Regions from separate parts of the Mus musculus genome. Here region 2 is linked to region 1. The links are chromatin contacts, called in public Hi-C maps. All regions are on one chromosome and are shown on one strand. Each heading gives the region's core, a stretch centred on a gene start, on an enhancer-like site or on the middle of the called end of the contact. The rest is flanking DNA. Distances are from core to core; before and after follow the strand shown.

Region 1 (4,833 bases), core at 1,375-3,874:
CCTCTCCACACGCTCTGAGGCTATGTTCACACAGCCTACACATTGCTTTCATTGTACTTACCCAGCGCAGTATTTGTTAGATCTGTGATTGAGTCACTTGCAGATTTCTCTCTTCTGCTGGCCTCTCAGAGATCAACAAAGCATGCGAGTATTAATATTGATGATCAAGTTGACAAGATCTAGGACTACCTCTAAGGCGATATCTGGGAACCCCATGAGGGATTGTCTAGATTAGGTTAGTCGTTGGCCTCACCTGTGCCTGTGTGGGACTGGACTAGTCTCCTCCATAGGAGAAGGCACACCCTAAAAACGTATGGCACCATATCCTGATCTTTGATCCCAGATTCCATAGAAAGGACAAAGCTAAATGCCAGAGCTCAGAGTTCTCTGCTGCCTCAAGTTCCTGCTTGCGGATGAACTTTTCCTTGAACTGTGAGCCAAAATAAGCCCTTTCATCTTTTAGTTACTTTTGTCAAAGAATTTATCATAGCAACAGAAAAAGTATTAAGACAAATGATGGCATCTACCTATTTGGTGTATAAAAGTGCTTAAAAGATATGCATAGGTATTTATTATAGGCAGGGGAGAGAGGAGGAAGGAGGAAACCAGTATCTTCTCTACGTGTGAAGAACTCAGCAGGGAGGTTTTACACCTTGAGATGTGGGTTGTATGTATTGTGTTGTTTTGCTTCTAACTTTTGCACATATGGATCACCGGCCTCACCTTAACCCACACCACCTCCCTCTTCTCCCAGGAACCAACCCTGGATCCTCTGGAAGAACAGTGAGTGCTGTTAACTGCTATTCCATCTCTCCAGCCACCTTTCGGCATTTTTTAATGCCAGATTGCTCTGAGTGTCCTTGAAGCCATTTGCCTTTCCATGGTTGCTTTTTACTGTTTATTCTTAAATCTTAATACATTGCCTTTATAACTAAACTCTGAAAATAAATATTCGTTTCCTTTTTTATTTAACTGAAACAAAGTTGGGTTTAAGGAAGACAGTTAGGTATTCTTAAGCATGAAGGTTGAGAGAAACAAAAAATGCTCAGAAGACATTAAGCCACACTTCAGAGCACTGGTATAGAATTTTCAAAGAGTCCCTGAAAGTAATGGCATCCTGAAAAGTGGGAGAGCCAATTTCCCCTCCAGGGAGCGTCTCATTGTTATCCATGGCTATAGTGTGTTTCTCCTTCCTGAATACCTTAAGTTTTACCCGAATGCTTCTCTGTAAAAAATGTCTCAGTGAACTGAGACATCTTATTTTCTTTTTGTTAAGAAGAATAGAAGGGGTAAAGCAGTAGATTGGGACATTCTAGGAGGAGGGCTCAATCCCCACTATGTGTTTTACATGCACAGATGCATACAGACAAAAGAAGACACAAAGGAGGTAAGCAATGGAAAAACAAACAGAACATCAAAATTACTCTTCTCTTTTCCATGTCAGGTTTTGCTTTTGTAGTGTCTTATGAAGTAATTTTCCTTGATGATCCTGAGTGAACATCCAATTAACAAGAGTCAACTTGATAGCATATGTGTCGTGTGTGTGTGTGTGTGTGTGTGTGTGTGTGTGTGTGTGTTCAGGCACATATGTGCCATGGTATGCATATGGATCAGAGAATAAGCCATAGAATGGGCTCTCTCTTTTACCTTGTGGATTCCAGAAATGGAATTTGGGTTGTCAGGCTTGGCAGCAAGTCCCTTTACCCACTGATGCATCTTTCTGGTTCTCAAAAAGACTTTATTTGATTAGAACAAGGTTTCAGGGTCTGCCTTACTCTTTCCTAATTAATTCAAGTGACCTGTCCCACCTTGCTGAGCCTCTGTGTCCTTTCCTGTCACATGGGGCTACAGTACAATATCTTCTTAAGGTTCTTGTGAGGTTTAGTAGCCTCCACAACCAGACTCTGCACAGTGCCTTGCATAGGGATTCCACCCTTCTCAGCCTGTCCCCTGTGTTTCATATTACCCCACATTAGCATCATTTTTGTTTTGTTTTGTTTTATTTTATGGCAAATCCAAATCCATAAACTGAGAGGATTTCATCCAGATTTTGGACTATTCGGTAATAACTTCTGATCTTTTGTTTTTGACAGTGAGATGTCTTTCTCTGAGAGCATGGGAAAACTACCTCAGCTTTTTTATGTAGTCATGACCACATTTGAACTGTTACCAGCAAGTCTAACTGAAAAGGCAACTCAATATTGCCCTGTGCTTATATTATTTTGCTCTGTCAGGAACCTGTCAGCAAGTGTTGATGAAGTGCAGAGCCAGTAGTAACAAGCGTGCATCCTGAAAGCTCCCTAACACAAGCAGCCGCAGTCGGTGCAGTGCTATTTCTTCCCAAAGAAGCCCCTCTTGTCTCTTTGCTGATGTCATTAGTGGTCCAGCCCCAGTCATTATATCTCCCCTAGAGCAATATCTTCAATGCTGCTAATTCAGTCTTTTGTATGCCTTGAACAACACAGACCCATCACAGGCCTGTGAAGTACCAGAGGCTGCAGCCAGGAATATCTTGGTAATTTATCCCCATCCTTACCTCTAATTATTCTGTTGTTCACTGGCTTGCTCAATTGAGACTCTCCAGGTTCTACATTCCCCAAGCAGAGAACAAAAGGTTTCCCTTGAGAGTGGGGCCTGGCCCTGTCAGTGCAGTGAACTGTGCATAAATTATGCAGCACTGTGGCTGGCTTTCTTTTCATAGTCTTGCTGGAGAAATTCCGGAGAAAGACCAGGCCCCTGGAACTGGGCTGGCTTATTCTTCTGAGGTTGCTTTGCTCTGAGTGTATCTGGAGAGCAAGAAGCACCCCCTGCCCCCTTCTTTTTGCTGAAGCTGCTTCAGGTTCTTCAAGAACTACAAGTGTGTTTGGTCTTTTTTTTTTTTTCCTCACTCTCTACCTGTCTAGGAAAACACAGCAGGTGCCCGCTATTAAGCTTTGCTCCGATTCCTTCATTTGACCCCTCCAACTAGACTAAACTGGCTGGGCTCTCCTTTCTGCTTTCTCAGTTATCTTTACCTCTATGAGACTGGCGCACTACCTACTGCACTAACAAGGCTCCTTTCAATTAGCCTTACTTTAAAATAATATGATTTTTTTATTAAGTCTTTGAGAATTTCATACAATGTATTGATCCTATTCACCCCCAATCCCTCTCCCTAACTCCTCTCCGATCTTCTTCTGCCTCCCTATCCACCCCAACTTTGTTTAGAAAATATAACTCATAATGTGTTGCCCCCATATCCTTAGGTGTTGGGCTTAGAAGCCCTTCACTCTCTGTCCTAGAATATTGACTGGCTTGATCTTGGGCAGGCAGCACCCATGGCATGAGCTCAGGAGCACTGTGGTCCCTGCATATGCAGAGGCCCTTTTCAATGTAGTCTTCCCATGCTTCAAGCTACCCCCACTGTCTCTCTTTCCCTCCCTTCCCCCTCTTTTTTCTCTCCCCTTTCTTCCCTACCTTTCCCCTCACTCTCTTCCTCCCTCTCTTGTCTCATTTGTAGATGGATACTCCATTGACACTTCCTCTTTTATACTTTGGCCAGAAGTGAGTTTCTGCACCATCTACCACGATCCACTGCCCAAAGAAGTTTCCCTGGTAAGGGCTGAGGGCTGCACTAATCGATGGATAGACAGAAATGAATTTAGAGGGAAATTTGATAGCCATGTAGATAGTATACAAGGATAGTGGTAGTTCAACCCTGGAACCTGTGAACTTTCCAATCTGGATTAACCTTATGTTGTTACTATTTTGGTTTATTTGTCTATGTGCATAGGATATGTTGTTTTGTTGTTTGCTTTGCTTTGATGAGATCCCCACAAAACTAATCTTCAGTCCTTATACCCTGGCAGCCAGAGCTCTGGGATCTGGGTTGAGAAGGAGCCGAGGGCTGACTTGCAATGCCATAGATCCTTACTTATTCTCTTTCAGGATGCTTTTACCCTTAACCATCTTCCTGCTGTGTGGTCCAGCTATATCTCCCTGTAGACAGTAAGGATGCCTGTCCCTCTCAGACCCTCTGGGAGTGAAACTCAGCCTCTGTGCTTCCATTCTTGTTCTCTCTTACTTCCTTGTGAATTTTTGTCTTGAAGTAATATTGAACGGTCTGCAATATGTAGAGATCATTTTTCTTCCCTTTAATAAAATAATGTGGTAACACACTCATATGTCTTCTGTCACTCAAGCATCCTTGAATGTTGCTCATATGTATTTTTTTGCACGTAAAAAATTGAATTCATTGCATGTCATGTCGACGTTTGTGAGCACAGCCTATGTTTTCTATTTGCTGTAGTGCTGTTGTTTGAATTTTGTTACATCTTATCTTAGCTTTAGCAATAAAGTAAGGAGCTATTCTGGAGTCCAGAGTACTTCAGAGGGGCCAGTTCAGTGAATGTTAGACTTTCTGGTACAACCACAGGGACTTCTAAAATATTATTGGAAGGTTGGCTTAAACTATTTACTCAGTTGCTCTAGTACTAATAGCCCCACTAAAGGTTTCTAGTGTTGTTCTGGTAAATTTTGTTTTTCTGTGAAATTGTACTTTCGTCTAAGTTTCCACAACTGCATAGTCTTGCTCATGTTATCCTTTGGCTTTCTTTTTCTGTCAATGTTTGCCTTCTCTGTGGTAATAGCTCCCGTTTCCTTCTATGACATTTGTTACTTTTAGCTTTCATCTCTGCTTCCTCTCTTTTGCTCATCATGTTTTCACATTGACTCACTGAGTTTTCTTCTCAACCTCATTCTAATCTTTCAGTTTTTCATGATTTTCCAAGGTTTCTGATTAGGTTGTTAATTTTCAGGGCTTTTCCCAGTGAAGCTCTTTATTAAGTACCACTT
Region 2 (5,133 bases), core at 2,071-4,570, 100 kb after region 1:
AGGCTGTGTGGAGGTTCAGTGGTGATGCATTTCAAGTAGGACAGTTCCACAGTGAAAGACCTTCCTTAGTGTTGGGTACATACACATAGCCCTCCTCCAGGGTGGTAGTCAGACTGGTGTTCTTCATGGTCACTTTCACCAAGATTTCCAGAGCAGAGAGACTACTTGGTAAAGCACAGCTATCCCAAGAAGATGACATCCCCAAGATGAGATTTTTTTTTAGTAAGGTGAGAGATGAAATGTTTGGCCAGATGAAAACTGAATCTGGGCACTAGCAGGTTTAAAGCACTGGCCATGGCTCCTTCCCCTTTTAAGTGTCTAAGATTAGCCATTTAAGAATTGGCTTTGTGCTTGAGTTGGATGGATACATTAAAAGCCAATGTCAAACCAGCAGATGCGGTACATTCAATCCATGAAGAGGCAAGGGATGATGGGGAAGAAGCTGGGTAGATGCCTCAAGTTAAGAGCACTTGCTCTTTTCTAGAGGACCCAGCACCCATGTCTGGCAAATTGAAACTTCTCATTAACACTTGCTTCAGAGCAGAGACTGCCTCACCTGGGGATCCCATGTAAAGCCACCAAACCCAGACCCTATTGTGGATGCCCAGAGTGCTTTCTGGGAAGCCTGATAAGGCCATCTCCTGAGAGGCTCTGCTAGAGCCTGATAAATACAGAGGCCGAATACAGCCAACCATTGGACTGAGCGCAGGGTCCCTAATTGAAGAGTTGGAGAAGGGACTGAAGAAGCTGAGAGGACTTGCAGCCCCATGGAGGGAGCAACAGTGTCAACTGGCCAGACTCCCTGGAGTTCTCGGGGACTGGAACACCAACCAAAGAGTACACATGGAGGGACCCATGGCTCCAGCTACATATGTGGCAGAGGATGGCCTTGTTGGACATCAGTGGGAGGAGAGGCTCTTGGGCCTGAGGGTATTGGATGGCCCAGTGTAGGGGAATGCCATGGAGGGAAGATGAGTGGATAGGTGATTGGGGAAGGACCCTCATAAAGGCAGGGGGAGGAGGGATGGGATAGGGCATTTCTGAAGGGGAGTCCTGGAAAGTGTCTATGGATTTCTCAGCAAGAGGAGAGAGGACACACAGTGCCACACTGTGCAGCTGCTCAGAAGCTGCAGCTGGCCAAGAAGGAGCTCTGTAAGCTGCACTTACATAGCCCGTGACCTCCCAAACTGTCAGGCAGCAGAGCCAATGGACATGCCATCAACAGACTCAGATGAACCATCAGCTCCAATCCTGTAGACAACTGGCTATAAAGTAGCCAAAATGAGAATAGTGATTATTTCTCCATTCAATCAATCAATAAAACTCACACTCGTTCAGTACTATTCCAGAGCCTTCAGATCCTTCCCTCTGCCTGCCTATTCCTTTGTTCTTAGGAATGACATGATTTTACACATCTTCTGCTTCATTGATGATGACCCAGACACTGAGAGTCTGGTGACTCCATAGTGAGTTTTCTTATATTTTGCTTGTATTGCAGCCAGAACATGGTGTCTTATGCAGCTTTGTCCTAAGAACTTAGACCTCTGCTGAGGTTCTCACGACAATGTATTGCCATTTTGGGATTGACTATCAGACATCACAACTCCTGAGAAGTTAGCCAAAGCCAGGATGGTTTTCACCTCTCTCCCCCAAGTCTAAAAGGTACTCAGGTACTCAGTGGAATACTTACAGAGGGCCCCTGTTCTAGATAGAATTGATTTTCAACCTCTCTGAGTAGTTCTTTTGGTACTTCCCTGCCTCTTATCAGGCAACTGTTCTGATCTTTCAGAAACCAAGACAGTTGCTTTGCATCTAAGATCTCAGTTAATGGCCCTGAAACCCTAGGAGGCAGCTGTTATGTAAAGTCTCCTGGGGTGAGGAGGGAGCATCAATTAATACAAATGCCTTGAGTGTAAACATCAGTTATCTTCTTACATCAACCCATTAGAGACACAAATTGAAAACTGAGCAGTCTTCGTGGTTCAGCATAAGAAATGAGACTCAGGTTTTTTTCCACCCAAGCCTACTTCCATTTTCAGCTGCTCCCTCCCTCATGGAGACATCTTTGCATCTTACAAGGATTAACGAGACTTGTCTGTACTTTGAACTCAGACAGAAATGTGGATTAAATATTCCCTAGTAACATAATAAAGAGTACAGGGAGTCATAGACTCAGCACATGGCAAGGCAAGACTGTCTTGAAGCCTGAAGAGATGAAAAAGGACAGCCCAGAGTTGCTTTCTATTCTAACCTGCCTATAGATTTTTTTCAACATCCTGGCAGGAAAATTTTCCTGTCTGTCTTTTCAAGAGGGGAGCCAGACAGGGACCAGGCTAATCACTTGCTACACAGACCTGTTATTCATAGGTGAACAAGACGGTCCTCTTCTGTACTATGGCTAAGGGTATAGCCTCAGTGTCCAGCTTCCCATCCCGAGTTCTGCACACGGAAGGCCGTTCTGTCCTGCCAGGACTCAATACTTTGCTACTTTACCATCCTATGAGTCAAGTAAGAAAGAAGAAAATAGCTCCTACTCAAGAGCTATTTGTCTGTCCCTAAAGTGAGAGCCAGGTTCTCAGTTTGCCAGACCAGTGGCAAGCCAGACTATATCACATGCAGAGATCATGGGTTCTCTGGAATTGACAAGTCTGAAAGCCAGGCCAGTTCCTTATCTTACCACCTAGTGAGTGTAGAGAGAGGGAAAATCTAGGGACTCCTGAAGTGAACTTAACTCAGTCATAGAGTTTTTCTGACAGAGCCTTACCCATGCAGTCCATAGCCCTTCCCTAGAAACCTACTTCCCTGGAAATGGTAAAAATCTAGGAGGTGAATGGCTGCTTCCCTGGAGCCCCCAGATGTGCTTTGACTCCATAGTTGCTGAATTGCTCAGAGGTGACCCCTTACAACAGAAAGACGTGAAGGTCCAGATCAGATCTGCATCCTGCCACATAACATCCATGCAGCCATGGAAAGGCATTGACCTCCAAGAGACATGGTTTCTTGTCAGTAAACTAGGAAATTCCAAGACCACAGAGATTACCAGTACAAACGCATTCAACTGTAGTAACTTCTTGGCAAATAGTCACCCCCCTCCACGCCCACTGTGTGCCTTTGTTCGCCTTTTTTTTTTATTTAAAAAATAAGGGCAATTATCATTCTCTTTGGTTTGCAAACTGAATACAAATTAATAGCGTGCAGTTTCCATTTAAGCCACCCTCAGAGAGCTGTGCTGTATCATGCCATATATTTTACTGACAGTTGTTTTCGTCCCTTCTCTTTTCTCCTAAGGAAGTCCAGATGGGCCCAAGTACTTTCTCATACCCCAAAAGATCTACTCCAAGGGCTGGAATCAGGCCTGCTTCCCATCCAGATGATCTATTCATAACAAAAGCTGCCTCCTGGCCATTGCCCACAGCTGAATCCTGTTACTCTGAAGCCAGCATTTCATTTGTTTCTGATTGTCCTACAGTGTTTGCATACCTTATATATTAGTAGAGATTTTTTTTTTTGCACACAGACAGGGGTTAAGCACCCCCAAATTAACTTTTCCTCAATATCCTTTCTCCTTTGAGTCTCTGTATTACTGCTTCGGTGTTACAAACCACCTCTCTTTCCTATGATCTTATTTAAATGTAAAACAGTTTTTCTTTCAACTTAACCTCACAGCACTGCTGTTGCCTGTAGAAAAGAGGGAGGGTGTAACAGGAATTGTTTGATTATGCCCCTGCCCCACATTTCCTTACATAGGATAGTCCACAACTTTATTAAATGGACAGGCTGCATATCTATTCATGGCCCACAAGAGCTGAGCTGAAAGAGTCTCTGACTCTATTTTTTGCAACTTTTTTTTTTAAATCAAGTTGTTTCGAAAGAGAATGTCGTAGAGTCAGATTTGGTTAAATCCTGGTTTGGTCTTAGTTGTAACACACATTAAGTTAGAACTTAAGAGTTAATGCTCTGAACCTATTCTTTTTTTTTTTTTTTTCCTTTTTCATCAAAACTGAGTATAATGGACTCAGGCTTACCCGGATCTTAAGGCTAGGGGCAAAAAATGTGAAACTGGGCACCTGGAGATGGAGACTTGTTCCTTCTAGCAATTTCAGGTCTCCCAGGACTGATGCATGGTAGACTCAGGGGCCTACGGTACTGCTGACAGGAAGGAGGGCTGGGATCACTTCTGTACATCTGTCACATTTGTGATGTCCCTGGGTACGCAAGGAATAGGGCATTTCATCCTGTCTTCTCTATACCTGCCATTTCCTCTTGACTTCATGCTGTCTCGCCATTCATCAGTCTCCTTTTAAAGATGTATACGGTGAGCCTTGCCCTGGCATCTCAGCTGGGCTTGACAAACACTTTTGTTTATTTATAAACAAACGTTTATAAAGTCACAAAGGGAGGTACCACATCTAGATAGCTTTTAGTGCTCTTTGCCTAGCCATTTTAAACTTACCTTTTTATGTTAAGCCAAAACTGGAAGAAGAGTTCTACAGAGCAGATTTCTTCTTGTCTAGATTTGCATGAATGTCCTCTTAGCCATACCTGGAACACAGTGACTTGTTTGAGAGGATATGTCCAAAAGACAATAGCTAGTGCCCGTGCACAGAGATGGTGACTTTTTAAGATTTTCATGTATTTGGGAGAGCACTATAATAAAATTATGTTACTCTCCTCTTTCTCCCTCCAAAAGCTCCTATATAGCTTTCATTGTTCTTTTTCAAGCTCATGGCCTCTTTTTCATTAATTGTTGTTTATCTATTTATTTATTTTTTAACTATTTTTCTATTGCTCTATCTATCTATCCATCTGTCTGTGTAGGTCTGTCTGCCTGTCTATCATCTCTCATCTATCTATTGGCTGGTACTGGAAACCTATCCAACTGCCCAGTGCTAGTGAAGTCATGGATCTTGGATGAGAACCTACAGCCACCACCTTACCAAACCAACAAACTTCTAACTGCATTCTAATTGTTTGTCTTTATACCCACAGACGTAAGTATAGCCCTCACCCCTCATCAAGAAAATTGCTCTTTGTAAGTGTAGGAGGCTCTTACTAAATTTGCTTAAAATATTTAAGGAATTTAATCTCATAATTTGGAAGGCAGAGGCAGGTTGATTTTCATGAGTTCAAGAC

The links. Hi-C and Micro-C count contacts between places; a contact is called where the count stands out from the background.
Region 2: a Hi-C map of uterus shows a contact between it and region 1, with 2.3 times the contacts expected there. The contact joins two enhancer-like sites. A contact is called at or near these places in 1 of 15 datasets of contacts at CTCF or cohesin (CD8 T cells), 4 of 484 Hi-C or Micro-C datasets (bone marrow-derived macrophages, nephron progenitors and uterus) and 1 of 115 datasets of contacts at active chromatin or transcription factors (embryonic stem cells).

Annotation. Positions count from the first base shown.
Region 1 is chr4:95,682,312-95,687,144 of GRCm38.p6, forward strand. The region is part of intron 5 of Fggy (FGGY carbohydrate kinase domain containing); the gene reads left to right. Among named protein-coding and RNA genes, the nearest start is that of Fggy, 130 kb to the left of the region's middle. Within about 2 kb of position 2,625, at least 93 of the 459 cell types and tissues checked have an H3K27ac peak or open chromatin away from gene starts, as enhancers often do. A contact at or near this core is called in uterus, where this site is marked.
Region 2 is chr4:95,785,726-95,790,858 of GRCm38.p6, forward strand. All of the region lies in intron 8 of Fggy (FGGY carbohydrate kinase domain containing), which reads left to right. Among named protein-coding and RNA genes, the nearest start is that of Hook1, 180 kb to the right of the region's middle. Within about 2 kb of position 3,321, at least 10 of the 459 cell types and tissues checked have an H3K27ac peak or open chromatin away from gene starts, as enhancers often do. A contact at or near this core is called in uterus, where this site is marked.